Regions from separate parts of the Mus musculus genome. Here region 1 is linked to region 2. The links are chromatin contacts, called in public Hi-C maps. All regions are on one chromosome and are shown on one strand. The core of a region is the stretch at or near the end of the contact, and the rest is flanking DNA. Distances in the headings are between cores, read along the strand shown.

Region 1 (6,354 bases), core at 1,131-3,630, 150 kb after region 2:
TATTAATATTAGAACACCTTATGAGAAGGATATTCAATAAACATTGATTTCCCATAAGAATCTGAAAAAAGGAGGTTAAAATTGTTTAATTTTTCTTTTTCTCATGATGTGCCCTAAAGTTAATATTTTTTAAATTAAAAATTATATACTGGAAGTTCTCAGCAGTATAGTTCATTTTCTAAGCCACATATCTCGGTCTGGCCAGCTCCTATACAAGTGCTATCTTAAAGGAGGGAGATAGTTCAATGGATAAAGTGCTTGCCAGAGAAGCATGAGAACCTACACTCAAATTACCAGCACCAACACGAAGAATTTGGGTGAGTCTACCTCTAATACCAATATGGGAAGCAGAGACGGAATCCTAGAGCAAGCTGGCTGGCTAGACTAGATGCACTGGGCACATCTGTGTGGGGTAAGAGACACTGACTTAGTAAAGAAAGCATAGAACAACTAAGGGAGACTCTAGATTTCAACCTCTGGCCTCCAAATGCATGCCTACATATATTGCACATGTACACACACACACACGTATACATGCAAAAGAGAAAAAGAATCTAGAATAGTAGTTAAGAATATCTTAACTCTGAACTCTGAAGCCACTCTGCTAGAAATATTGGAGACCCTAAAATTACAGAGAGCAACAACAACAACAAAAACAAAGGAATTTGAAACAGGGAGAGATCAAAAGGTAGAGAAGAGACCAAGACTAGACAGGAAAACAGTAGTAAATAAAGTGGCCATTCTACAATAATTTTGGTTCAGTTTTGATTCCTTGTTGTTTAGGACTGTAGGGAGACATGATGTTGTCAGGCTGGCTTGGACCTCCAGGATAACTACAACTTCCCAAGTATTAAAGCAACAGTATTGAGTTACCATGACAAGCATGGGATAACTTGCTGGCTACAAAGATGACTAGAAGAGCTACTTCATAAGCTTGCTCTGTTTAGGTAAGATAACCTTTATAGGGAGTTGGTTACAGAAATAAGTGTCTTAGAAAATTAGTTGTGCTGAGGTGCACTTTGAGAGCATATAATACTTAATTTTAAAAATATTAATTTTTGAATAGCTCGTGAGAAGGAGAAAATTAGACTTTGTTGATCCATTTCTTGGGCAAGTCATCTGAAAAGTCTGTGTCACTTTATTAATCTTAAAGGAGTGAAATATTTAAAAATTCATAAGATGAATAAAACATCTTCACTACATAGAAACTTGGTAACAATTATGAGAAAATAGCAAAGAGAGCTAAATTTATGCCAATGTGTTCTTCCTCTTTTTAAGAAAAAGGGACCATTTATAATCCCATTCATATATTTGACCTGCTAATAACACATTTAGGAAAAAAAAGGACAGAGAAGGGTATATTGGAAGCAGTGTTAATATAATTTTCCTAAATACCATAGAATTCTTCCTCATCACCAGAGGAAGGAAGCCTGTAGGCCAAAACTCCAAAATAGGACTAATCAAAAGTCTCATGAACGCAAGAGATGTCTGGAAAAAAAAATCCATTATGTTACAAATACATTTTCTCCCACAATGTAATGTGTTTAGAGAAAGACTTTTGAAGCCTGAAAGACATCAAGACTTAAGGACTGAAGTCTAAAAAATGTGTGTTATGGTCATAAAGGAGGGATCAATTTAGAGTACGTGTGAGTACGTGTAGGTAAAGACCTCTCATCTTTCCCCTCACCTTTTGTTGTTGTTGGGTTGTTGTTGTTGTTGTTATTTTGTTTTTTCATTTGTTTGTTTTTGTATTTGTTTTTTTGCTTTGTTTGTAGCAGGGTCGCACTATATAGCCCAGGATAGCCTGGAACTCAGTATCCAATCCAGACTGGCCTCAAACAATGATCTTCCTACCTCTGACTTCTCAGGGGTGGGTTTACAGATGTTCGCCATGGTACCTAGCAAGAAGTCTGTTTTCCAAATCAGAGTTTGCTTTTTAAATTATTTCAATACATTTAGGGGCAAATGAACTTCAGGTTTCTCAAGTTCTGTGAGTGTAAAAGTGCAAGTCCTTATCTACAGAATATGATGATCAGAGGCAGTGTCATATCTCTCAAAAACTTAAACGTATTGCTTTAAAGCAGTAGCTCTTTCTACAGTGAACATAAAAAAGGCTCTGGTTCACAAAGCATGCAGGAAATCACTTTAATTCTTGCATTCTTAGTATTTCTAGAATTTTCAATGGATTAGAAATTCAGACCCATGTATATCCAAAAAGCAAATCATTGTCCTGCTTGTGATTCAAAAAAAAAAAAGACAAAGGGCAGCTTCTCCCTTCTGCTTCTCTGTTATTTTGTCACTATGATCTCTCCTCGGGGCTGAGGGTGTGTGTGAAATCACAGGAAATCCTATAAAGAAAGCAGCTTCCTTTTTTCCTCAAAGTTTGGACAATACTTGCAGCGACAACTTCCCCAGCATCTGACATATTCAGCAGGAATACTTGATGCTGCTTTAGTGTGAACCTTCAGGTTTTTAGAAGCATAAACAGCCATGGCTAATCTATTATGCTTTTTAGCTCTAATGCCAACCTCTAGTCGGTGAGGTGGAACATTTAATACTCCTCCCTTCTGTTGATCTCGTACAATTTGCCAAATGAGAGGTTGTTGAAAAGATTTCAAGAAAAAAAAAAATAAAACCTCACTGCTTGGTTACAGAACAATTCAGCTGTGCTTTCCTGATTCCAGGGTGAACACATTGGAAAATTTGCCTCTGCCAATTTCAAACATGAATCAAATATACCATAAATAACTTTGTACAGTCATACTGGACAATTTGAGTAAAATATCCCTCAATATTTACTTCAAACTAATTAGTAGGCTTGGCACATGATCAACTCACCATCTGAAACTGGTTATAATTTCTATCAAGGAGATGAGCATAAGAAACATTTGGCAACAAGTGACCACACACACACACACACACACACACACACACACACACACATGGCCCCCAGCGAGAAAATGAAGTTACTGAAATTTAGAAGAGAAAAAACAAGTGACTAATAAAAATATTTGGAAATTATGATGACTCAGATTTATTTTAATAGGAATTTTATATTTATACAAAATTGAAACAACTTCAAAGTTGAGTATGGGATTTTTTATGTTAATGTAGAGGATGTGTTCATTTAAAAGTAGAGTAGACACTTCATAATCATAATTTCTGGTCTTCAATGTCTGTGTGCTCAAAACAATTTAAAACTACAGGTAACATATAATAAGAGTATATGCAAAATGTACATGAATAAACGCTCAAAGGTAACATGCCTGTGAGCATGAATTACAAGTCTTCAAACACAACACGTGGTAGTGCTGCAGTCTCTGGGCTGATGGACAAGGAGTGATGCGTAGCACTTAGCAACTGGCCAAGTTAGACCAAAGCAACAGATAATGATCAGAATTCATTAGCTAAGCAGAGGACATGTCATGCACAAGTTAGATAGTGAAAGACATATAGTCTTCCTAGGAAGAGTAAAATAGTATTTGACACTAGGCAAATCCTATTCAGTATTTTATTCATTAGCAACATGTTAAAACACAGTAAGGGTATTAAATGTGTGTGTGTGTATGTGTGTGTGTGTGTGTTTAATTAAATTTTTAAAACTGATATAAATTCAGTAACTTTAAGAAATGATATATTTTACTTGATTGTTTTTTTAAATTACCTTTTCTCCAAATTTTTGCTATATTCAGACTTTCTGGTACCATGTGTCATGTATTTGGATCCTTAAATCAGAGCTCTATATATTAACTGTAACTTGAAAGGTAACAGTCTATTGATAATCTATTTATAAATTAGTATTTGTAGTTTTCTTGAATGGATGGGTACTTCAAAAAGTAGAAAAACACTATGTTTATTATACAGAAAGAAGGTATATTTAGAACAAAATTATATAAAAGGAACAATGGAAACAAACTAAAAAGGAAAAAAAATGAGCCTAGAAAAAGGAAGTCCAACAGATTTCAGCCAAGGCACTGAGCGCCTTTGAGGGCACCAACACAGTCAGGGTTTTAACCTGTCATTGTCAGGAGCCATCTAGGAAAGGCTAAGCCTAGCAGGTGATTTTACTGAGATACACACTGTTTTGCATAGACTGCAGTGAATGAGCTCTGGAGGCAAGGCCCTAAGAGACTAATCTCAGGATTTATTCTTTTTATTGATATGCTTTCCTGTCATTATTAAATCAATATGACAATCCCTGAGAATGAGCCCACTCTACTGGGCAGATTTTCTGACAATCAATGAAGGTGTTCTGTCTGTAGTGATGCTATATAGACAAATAGATGATTTCTTAATTCCTAACGCTGTAAGAATTCCTTAATTTATACTAGTAATTACTGAGCCCTTTATAATAAGGACTGCAATTAAGGCTCTCTGTGATATTAAAACTGCGATGAGAACTCTGACAGGCTTTACTTGCTATGAGTTATTGTGCTGCTGCGATAGAAAGCAGGCATTGATACAGATTTACAACTTGGGCCATAAAACAATTAACAAAAGGTTGTAAAAGTAACAAAGATTTATTGTAGGTGCAAGAACAGAAGAGAAAAAATGTTGACCGGGATTATCTATACAAAACTCCAATGTTAAATTAGACATAAGAATTATAGTTTTAGACTCACAATTAACCCGTGAAGCTAATAACAGAACATCTAGTTATATAACTACTCTTCAGGGGAACACAGGTAGACATCTCTGTTGCAACTTTTTGTTCAATATATGATTCAAATTTATGTTTGAACTTGTTGTGAACTTTCGGAATATTGTGTGATCTATTCTCCTGAAAGGTACAAAAAACTAGGAATGATGGCATTAGGAGACAGAAGGAGAATAGGTTAGAAGCATTACAGAGATGAGAAGCTGAGCACATGAGAAAAGACAAAAATGAGGAGAAAAATATAAGAGGAACTGAGCAGAAGCAGCAGTATATGGTAAGATATAACTGGTGAGAAGAAAAGAGATGAGACTAAGAAGGGACGGAATGGCTGAGAGAGCAGAAAGTAACAGTCAGGCTTTTCCTACAATGATACAGGTTTTTAAAATTCATTTAGCAATAAAAGGATAGAATCATTTTCTTTCTCTAGCAGTAACTGTTGAAGCTTATATTTTATACAGAATGAGTGAGTTCTTTCTGCACCAATGCTTGCTCTATGGAGCTTTCTCATGACGGCATTTGCTTCACCCACCAAAAATTTATGCATAGGTGAGTATAGGGTTTTTTGTGTGTATGTGTGTGTAAGTATGTAAGTATGAGACAAGTAGCTATCCCCAACAAGAGTATATTAAAGTATGTACGAATACATATGTATGAATGAATGCAAGAGTATATGTGTGTTTATGTGTATTTGCCTGTATAAAAGTTTTTCCTTTTGTGAGTATGACTCTCATCTCCGGGTTCAACAAAAGTTAATTGCTCCAAACCATCGTCCTTCCTTGTCAGTGAGAGGCAAGACTTTTGGTCAAGAGATGAAGGAGCCCTAGCAATTGGCCCTTTACTTAATCCCTGGCTGTTAAGCAACATTATAGAAAGCATCCTCTTCTCTTGCAAGCCCAAGTCTTCCCCCACCAACGCTCTTTCCCCTCAGCTGCTTCAGAGAGGACCCAGAACCAGTGAGCTAAGCTGCCAGCACCTAGTGACCCCAGGTCTCTAGACAAAGAATGGAAGGGAATGGTGGGCCTATGGGGTAAGGTGTTCAGACAAATATGGGAGGTGATAACAGCTCCAGATATTTCCATTAGTTAGACAAGTGCTCACTTAAAAAGAGAATATGGTCTCTTACACGCGTTCGCGACCGGCCAGGAAAGACGCAACAAACCGGAATCTTCTGCGGCAAAGCTTTATTGCTTACATCTTCAGGAGCCAGAGAGCAAGAGAGAGAGCAAGAGAGCAAGAGCTCTATTGCTTACATCTTTAGGAGCCAGAGCGCAAGAGAGCAAGAGAGCAAGAGCTCTATTGCTTACATCTTTAGGAGCCAGAGCGCAAGAGAGCAAGAGCCAGAGCAAGAGAGAGAATGGCGAAACCCCGTCCCTTTTAAGGAGAATTATCCTCCGCCTAGGACGTGTCACTCCCTGATTGGCTGCAGCCCATCGGCTGAGTTGTCGTCAAGGGGAAGGCAGAGCACATGGAGTGGAGAACTACCCTTGGCACATGCGCAGATTATTTGTTTACCACTTAGAACACAGGATGTCAGCGCCATCTTGCAATGGCGAATGTGAGGGCGGCTTCCCACAATGGTCTTCCTCTCTGTGTGTCTGCCACACTCTCTAAGATCCTTTAGTGAAAACTTACTGTATTGTGAAACTCATGTGCATACAAACACATTCATAAGCACACACACATCCACACTTCTGTTC
Region 2 (6,397 bases), core at 2,049-4,548:
TTCTATTATGGGAATGCTTAAGGGATCTCTGGTTTTTTGAAGTCATATGAACAAGCAAAATTACTTGAAAGGAGTTTATTGAAAGGAAAATATTAAGCCACTGAGAGAGGCCATGCTACATACAGCAGAGATCTCAGATACAGAGACAGAAAAGCTGATTGAGGGGCTGTGTTGGTGGAGGAGGGGAGAGCAATACTGAGTCCATCAATAGTGAGATACCCCTAGAAAGGAACTACAGGGTAGGTGGCTTTCAGGACAAAATGCTAGGAAGGAGCATATTTGGTTCTACCCTGCACACATAGAGGAGGTGACTGGGGACTCCTCAGGACTGCCCCCAGAGCAGAGCAAATGCATATAAAGATGGGACAGGAGTCTCTACACTGTTTTAAACTTCTTTGCTTGCTATTTTTATACACATCTCAATCACATTAATGTTACTTTCATTATACGTTATGATTTTAGTGTCCCTGTATGGTCTTAAATATATTCATTTTTCTCCTTCTCTTGACACCCACTTACTCGCTAAGCCCAGGATCTCCCCGGAACCTATGTGTCATCATCCTTACCTTATTTCAAGTTATACATCCACACTCCTAACTGGTCTTTTGAAAATCAGACTTGATCAACTGTTACTCTGTGAGTCAAAAGCTTCACACTGTGGCCAAACCCCGTCTCCCCTGACACACTTAAGCTGCTGGCTGAGGCCTGCAGAACCCCCTTCTCCGCTTATCTAATTGTTTACACATTCTTGTCCCTTCATACTCTCCCACTGGTCCTTCAGTGCCTGCATCTGGCACATTCTCCCGTTAGCCACACAATGTTCCCACATGCAGTTCTGAAGTCTGGACATCTGTGCCCTCTCCATGTAATTAGCTGCTAATTAATTTTTCAGTCCTGTGTTGAAACCTTGTTCTCAGGTCAAGTCCCACGACCTGTGCACCAGGGCAGGATTCCTGTCATACGCAACACCACAGCTTCATAGCAACTGCCACAGATTAAATTTTAGCAAGTGTTTACTTTGCACTCTGATTTCTTTGTTTGTTTTCTCTTTTACTTTCTATTTCTTTTGCCTATCAAGTCTACGGCATAAAGTGGGCACTAAATATCTATTGAATAAACTACATAGACTTGAACTGGTATCAGGAGGAGCCCATGACTGAACTCAGTCGCCTTCAAAATAAAGGCTGTACAAGGTGTGTGTTTCCCATGCTATTTAACTCTGTACTCCTAAAGAACAGAAACGAATGCTCTCGTTTCCTTCTAAAAACCGGACAGCCAGGTGACTGAAGAGAAAGGCTGCGTACAGGGCTCCAGGGAAGAAGGTTTAGTACGTGTCCACACTTGTCCACAAAGAGCATCCACCTTCCATCGCCTGAGTGTCATCGCCACGTGAAATGCAGGACAGGACCACTAAGGCTGTCCCTTTACATAGGGGACTAGGTGAAGCCAAGAATTCCTATGAAATTACTCTAAACATGACAAAGTTCATCCCGTGAGAAATTCATTGATTATATTTTACACAAACTGCAAATGCAATGGGCCCTCTTTCTGAATGCAGTGGCAAGGAGCTGCACTGTAACTTGCGCAGTGTATGTCACCTTTAGCGTAGTTGGTTGTTATTCCCTGATGCACCTTGCTGCCCCCGAGAAGCACAGGGAAAGGCTGCTGAGCTACAAAGTGGCTCAGTTCAAGAGCAGATCACTTGGCAAGGAAGACAACGGTCTTGGTCTCAAGAGCTGAACTTCCTGGCTCCCAGAGGACCGGGAAGTCTCCAGGAATCCCCTTTGTCATTCTTTCCCTTTCAGCACACACATATATGAAAATGTGTCTGGGCGGGTATGTATCGTGTAAGTGTACCCATATATACACACCAGCCCCCTCTTCAGCATTTCATCAGTGACTTGACGTGGAAATAGAGGAATTGTGTAGCTGGCCTTTGCTACTTTGTGGGTTCTTCTTTTTTCCACCCTTTATCCCCTCGGTTTCACTCCCTAATACTAGATAGGAGAGAAACAAGGATAGAATAAAAAGAAAGCCCTGCATCTAACTTATTTCTTTGGTTTTTCTTTGGCTATGGCTACTAACAAGCCTCAACCAACCTCCCTTAATGACCAACTACCACCTCCCCTGCATCTCGGGAGCCTAGCATCTATGCATCTTCTGGAAACTTCCCAGAATTCCAAAGGTTACACAACTGCAGAAAATTATCTGCAGTTGTCAAGACCACACTTCTGTTAGCGCACTGGGCAAGTCATAGTCAGCTGCTGTGGATAACGAAGCAGCCCCACACCCCTACACCAGGGATTAAAACAAAAGCACATTCTTATAATATTTCTGTATTTTCAAAAGAAACCAAAATCCCAGAATTCTCAAAAAATGTCACTACAGAGCTGTTTTACACTTTTAGATGAACAGAGCAGAGGAGGTTGGTGGGCTGGGGATATAGCTCAGGGTGTGCAGTATGCACTCAGCATGCACAAGACCCTAGCTTAAATCACAAATGCCCCCCAAAGTGGTGAGGGTGCTTAATATTTAGCAAAGCAGAAACAACTGTCCACCCAGTGCAGCGGAAGCTGGCGACAATACGCGTAAAGGCCAGGCCTCATGCTCTACTCAGTGCTCCATGATGGAAAGAGACATAAGCTACACTAAAAACAAAAGCCCATGCTGAGCCCCTGATGCTTGCACTTGGTATCCACACTGAACATGGGAGTGGCCAGCGACTTTTTCTAATCAAATGAATACAAGGAAGGTAAGATCTCAATTGTTGGGTCAGTTGATAACTCCCATTGGGTTAAAAGTCCTATTTGCTTACTGGCTTTTTGGAAGCAAACAGCTATGGTCGGAAGATTTAGAGACAAGAAGCTGTGGTTGACCTAAGCCAACAGCCAGCAAAAAGCCTAGCCAGTCATCACTCCAATAGCCAGCTGGAAACTGTTTCCAGCAACCACATGAACTTGGATGTCTACCCTTATCCAGTTACCTTAGTTAAACTTGCAAGCCCTAGCAGATTCATTGATTGTATCTTTGTGAAATCAGGAAGCAGAGGAAACATCTTGTCCAAGTCTGGAAACTCCCAACCCACAGAAATTTTGAGGCAATAATCATGCATTGATTTGGTAAGATTTTGGTGATGCTGTTACACAGCAAAGAAGAGCTTGGGCTGTGTCTGGTGTGAGGAATATGGCAGTAGGAGATCCTGCACAGGAAAATGACTGAAGAAAGAAAAGGCAGAGAGCATTACATAGAAACGACCAGTAGGGGGAGCCTAGAGACCGAGCAGTAAAAGCTGCCTAAGCACGGGCCTCAGACAGGGGCTGGAATTACTCGCTGGAGGCTCAGCTGCACTGGATTGAAAGGGAGGATGTTTCCAAATATTTGCAGTGTTTTCACCATGGCCAACGTCTAGATGGAAAGGAACCCGAGTAAGGAAGTAAGTGCAGCTTCTGGAAACTGCGCAGTACAGAATCAGATAGCAATGGTGAGGCTCAGCAGAGCTGGCCACACCACGGACTCCTCTATAAGCATGGAGAAAATATCCATTAAAACAACAAGACAAAGGAGACTATGAAGATATCCATGCAAGTATGGGGACTTGGCATGTGCTGGGAAGGCAGAGACACGTAATCCCTGAGGACTGCTAGGCGAGCTGTACAGGCGAGCTGGCGAGCTCCGGTCTTAGTGAGAGACGCTGTCTCCACCTACAAGGTAGAGACCGAGGAATGACAGTCAACATCTACCTTTGTCTGTTATGCCCATGTGAACACATGTATACATGCAATCATGTACATGCGCATATACACAGATGCACAAACAGATCAAAATGAAGGAGAGAGCTGAGGAAATATCTCCGTTAGCAAAGTACTCGCTATGTGAACATGACGACATGAGTTAGATCCCAAAACCCAGTTAGATGTGGTAGTTCCATGTTTGTAATCTCTGTGCCAGGGAGGCAGGAACAGGAGGCGAGATCCCTTGGGCTTGCTGGCCAGCCAGTCTGGTTTGCCTGAGTTCCAGAGACAGACCATGTCTCAAAACTCCAAGGTGGAAGATTCCTGAGGAATAACAATTGAGGTCCTCTGGCCTCCACACGTACACGTACACGTACACACATGAACGAAGTACACACATGAACGTGTACCAATGCATAAACTGCACACACTTGTGCGTGTGCACATGCTCTCTCTCTTGTGTACACACACACACACACACACACACCCCAAAATATTTACTGAGATATTCACACTCCAAACAATCACTTTAACTGGCCCAAAGGAGAGCAAAGATATGTCAACTATCCTAAACTCACAGATAATATGCTAGGCCTGGGGCCTCTGACTGCCCCAGTCTAACTACCTAACCCACCCTCAGGGGCTTCTGATAAATGACTTGTAGATTTGATTGATTGCCTAAGTCTGGGTCCAGAGGCCACAAAAGATTTGCAGAAGAGAGACCAAACAGCTGTTAGAAAACCCGAGGAGAAACACAACCAACCAACTTAAAAATTATTTCAGAAAATGTCTTGTAGAACCAGAGTCCTCCAACTAGAGCAGCTCACTTAAAATATTTTGTTTCCATCTTCTCCAGTGTCTCCATCTTTCTCTTCCCTGTTGCTTTGAATGCCTGTCTGCTTAAACGGGATGCCCTCACTGCTTCACTGTTGTCTCAGTGACTGCTTTGCAGAGTGAGTGAGTTACTGTAACAGGGCCTCAGACAGGATGAGATGTGCAATGAGATGTGCAGGCAGCAGCCAGTGGGACAGCTCTGCACTGGGGGTGGGGGTGGGGGTTGAGCATAATCTCCATACAAATGCAGCCTGCCCACTGGAGCACCACAGCAGAGCTTCCAAGGGACCCAACAAAAGGATCTGGGGACAGGAGCACTAGATAGGAGCTCGGTTACTCACTATGTATTCCTTCAAGTAGCAGCAGTGTGGGGGCAGGTGGAACTGTGTCACCAGGCAGAAAAACTGGTAAGGTCAAGTTGATGAAGGAACCGGGATTCCTGTCCTGGAACACAGTGACCACCAAGACATCCCACTAAGAGGACCAGGACAACTGGTCAGGTAGCGCAGAGCCCAGAGCTCTCCATACTAATGAGGTATTTAGATGGCTTGGACTTGAGGGCTTAGCTAATAAATACTTTTTGCACGAAGCAAAAAGTATTTAATCTCTGGTCCACTCTGAGTAAGTTGTATACATCCATTTTCTATCATGAATAAACACTTTGGACAAGCAAGGACTCTCCTTCCTCAAAGACCACCAATTGAGGAAGTCTTAGTCAATACAGAGCCATGCTAAGTCTCCTGCTGAAGGCCTCTCTGCACTCCTGACACCCACTCTGGGCTAAGCAGGATTTCCTCCACCCCACTCATCTCAGGCCCATGGTTACCCCCACCCCTCTTTCTCAACTACTTGCAGTTCCTAGCAGCATTTGAGTACCCATGCATTAGAGAACTGCAGCCTGGCCCCAGCCTGCACCGTTTCTCACCCAGAGAAGCTCCGGCCGGGGCCCCTATCTTATGCTATGTTTCACCTCCCCTGAACAGCATGCCCCATGAGCCCAGCACCCAGATGATGGTGAGAAATGAATGTAGCCTCAACCTCTGCACTTCATCTCCCCGAATGGTGTTCACACACCCCAGTGGTGAGGTGACGCGCAGAACCACACAGCATCAGGGTGGCTCTGGAGTTAGAAGCTACAACAGCACAAACGCCAATGGATTCTGAGAGTATGGGTCTGAGAGCCCCTGCTTAGCAAGACTCATTCTAACAACCTGCCACCCTTAAGCTAGAATGCACAAGCAGGGCAGAGGCGGTCATGGCCACGGGTGCACCCTCACCAACATGAGATTATTTGTTCAGACAGCACCTGGGACGAGGGGTGGAGGCAAACTGGAGCTTGCGGCCATGGGCAGCTGGGATAGTTCAGACTTGGGAACTGGCTCTGTGTTTTGCAAATCAGAACTCAACAAATTCCTTCCTTTCCTCTCTGGACCGTTGCTTAGGTAACAGTGCCTCCCAACACTCCTGGACACAAATAGTGACACTGCTCCATGCACTGAAACCCTTTGCTTCAGCTGAGACCAGTTCAATGATAAATGTTAATGTTGATTCGGATCGCCTCAAAGTTCAACATGATAAAGCTGCCAATTGTGAAACACCTATATTCCCAAAACTAGTTTAAAAATATATTTACGGTAATTAGAATGATGTGTCCCCGATTACCCTTGGGCATGTGAATATTTGGTCTCTAGTTGGCTGCTGTTTTTAGTCCACCAGGAGGTATGGTCTTGCTAGAGGAAGTATGGCCCTAGGCGCAGGCTTTGAGGCTTCAAAACATATGTGCTGTTTGCAGTGAGCTCTTTCTGCTTGTTTGTAGCTCAGGATCCAAGTTG

Evidence for each region. Hi-C and Micro-C count contacts between places; a contact is called where the count stands out from the background.
Region 1: a contact with region 2 is called in a Hi-C map of muscle stem cells, with 2.4 times the contacts expected there. The contact joins two enhancer-like sites. A contact is called at or near these places in 2 of 39 promoter capture datasets (the 3T3-L1 cell line and liver), 7 of 484 Hi-C or Micro-C datasets (the AtT-20 cell line, the C2C12 cell line, the HL-1 cell line and 4 more) and 1 of 115 datasets of contacts at active chromatin or transcription factors (fibro-adipogenic progenitors).

What each region holds. Positions count from the first base shown.
Region 1 is chr5:5,112,916-5,119,269 of GRCm38.p6, forward strand. The region is part of intron 6 of Cdk14 (cyclin-dependent kinase 14); the gene reads right to left. Among named protein-coding and RNA genes, the nearest start is that of Gm30151, 250 kb to the right of the region's middle. Within about 2 kb of position 2,381, at least 7 of the 459 cell types and tissues checked have an H3K27ac peak or open chromatin away from gene starts, as enhancers often do. A contact at or near this core is called in muscle stem cells, where this site is marked.
Region 2 is chr5:4,958,868-4,965,264 of GRCm38.p6, forward strand. The region is part of intron 10 of Cdk14 (cyclin-dependent kinase 14); the gene reads right to left. Among named protein-coding and RNA genes, the nearest start is that of Fzd1, 200 kb to the left of the region's middle. Within about 2 kb of position 3,299, at least 38 of the 459 cell types and tissues checked have an H3K27ac peak or open chromatin away from gene starts, as enhancers often do. A contact at or near this core is called in muscle stem cells, where this site is marked.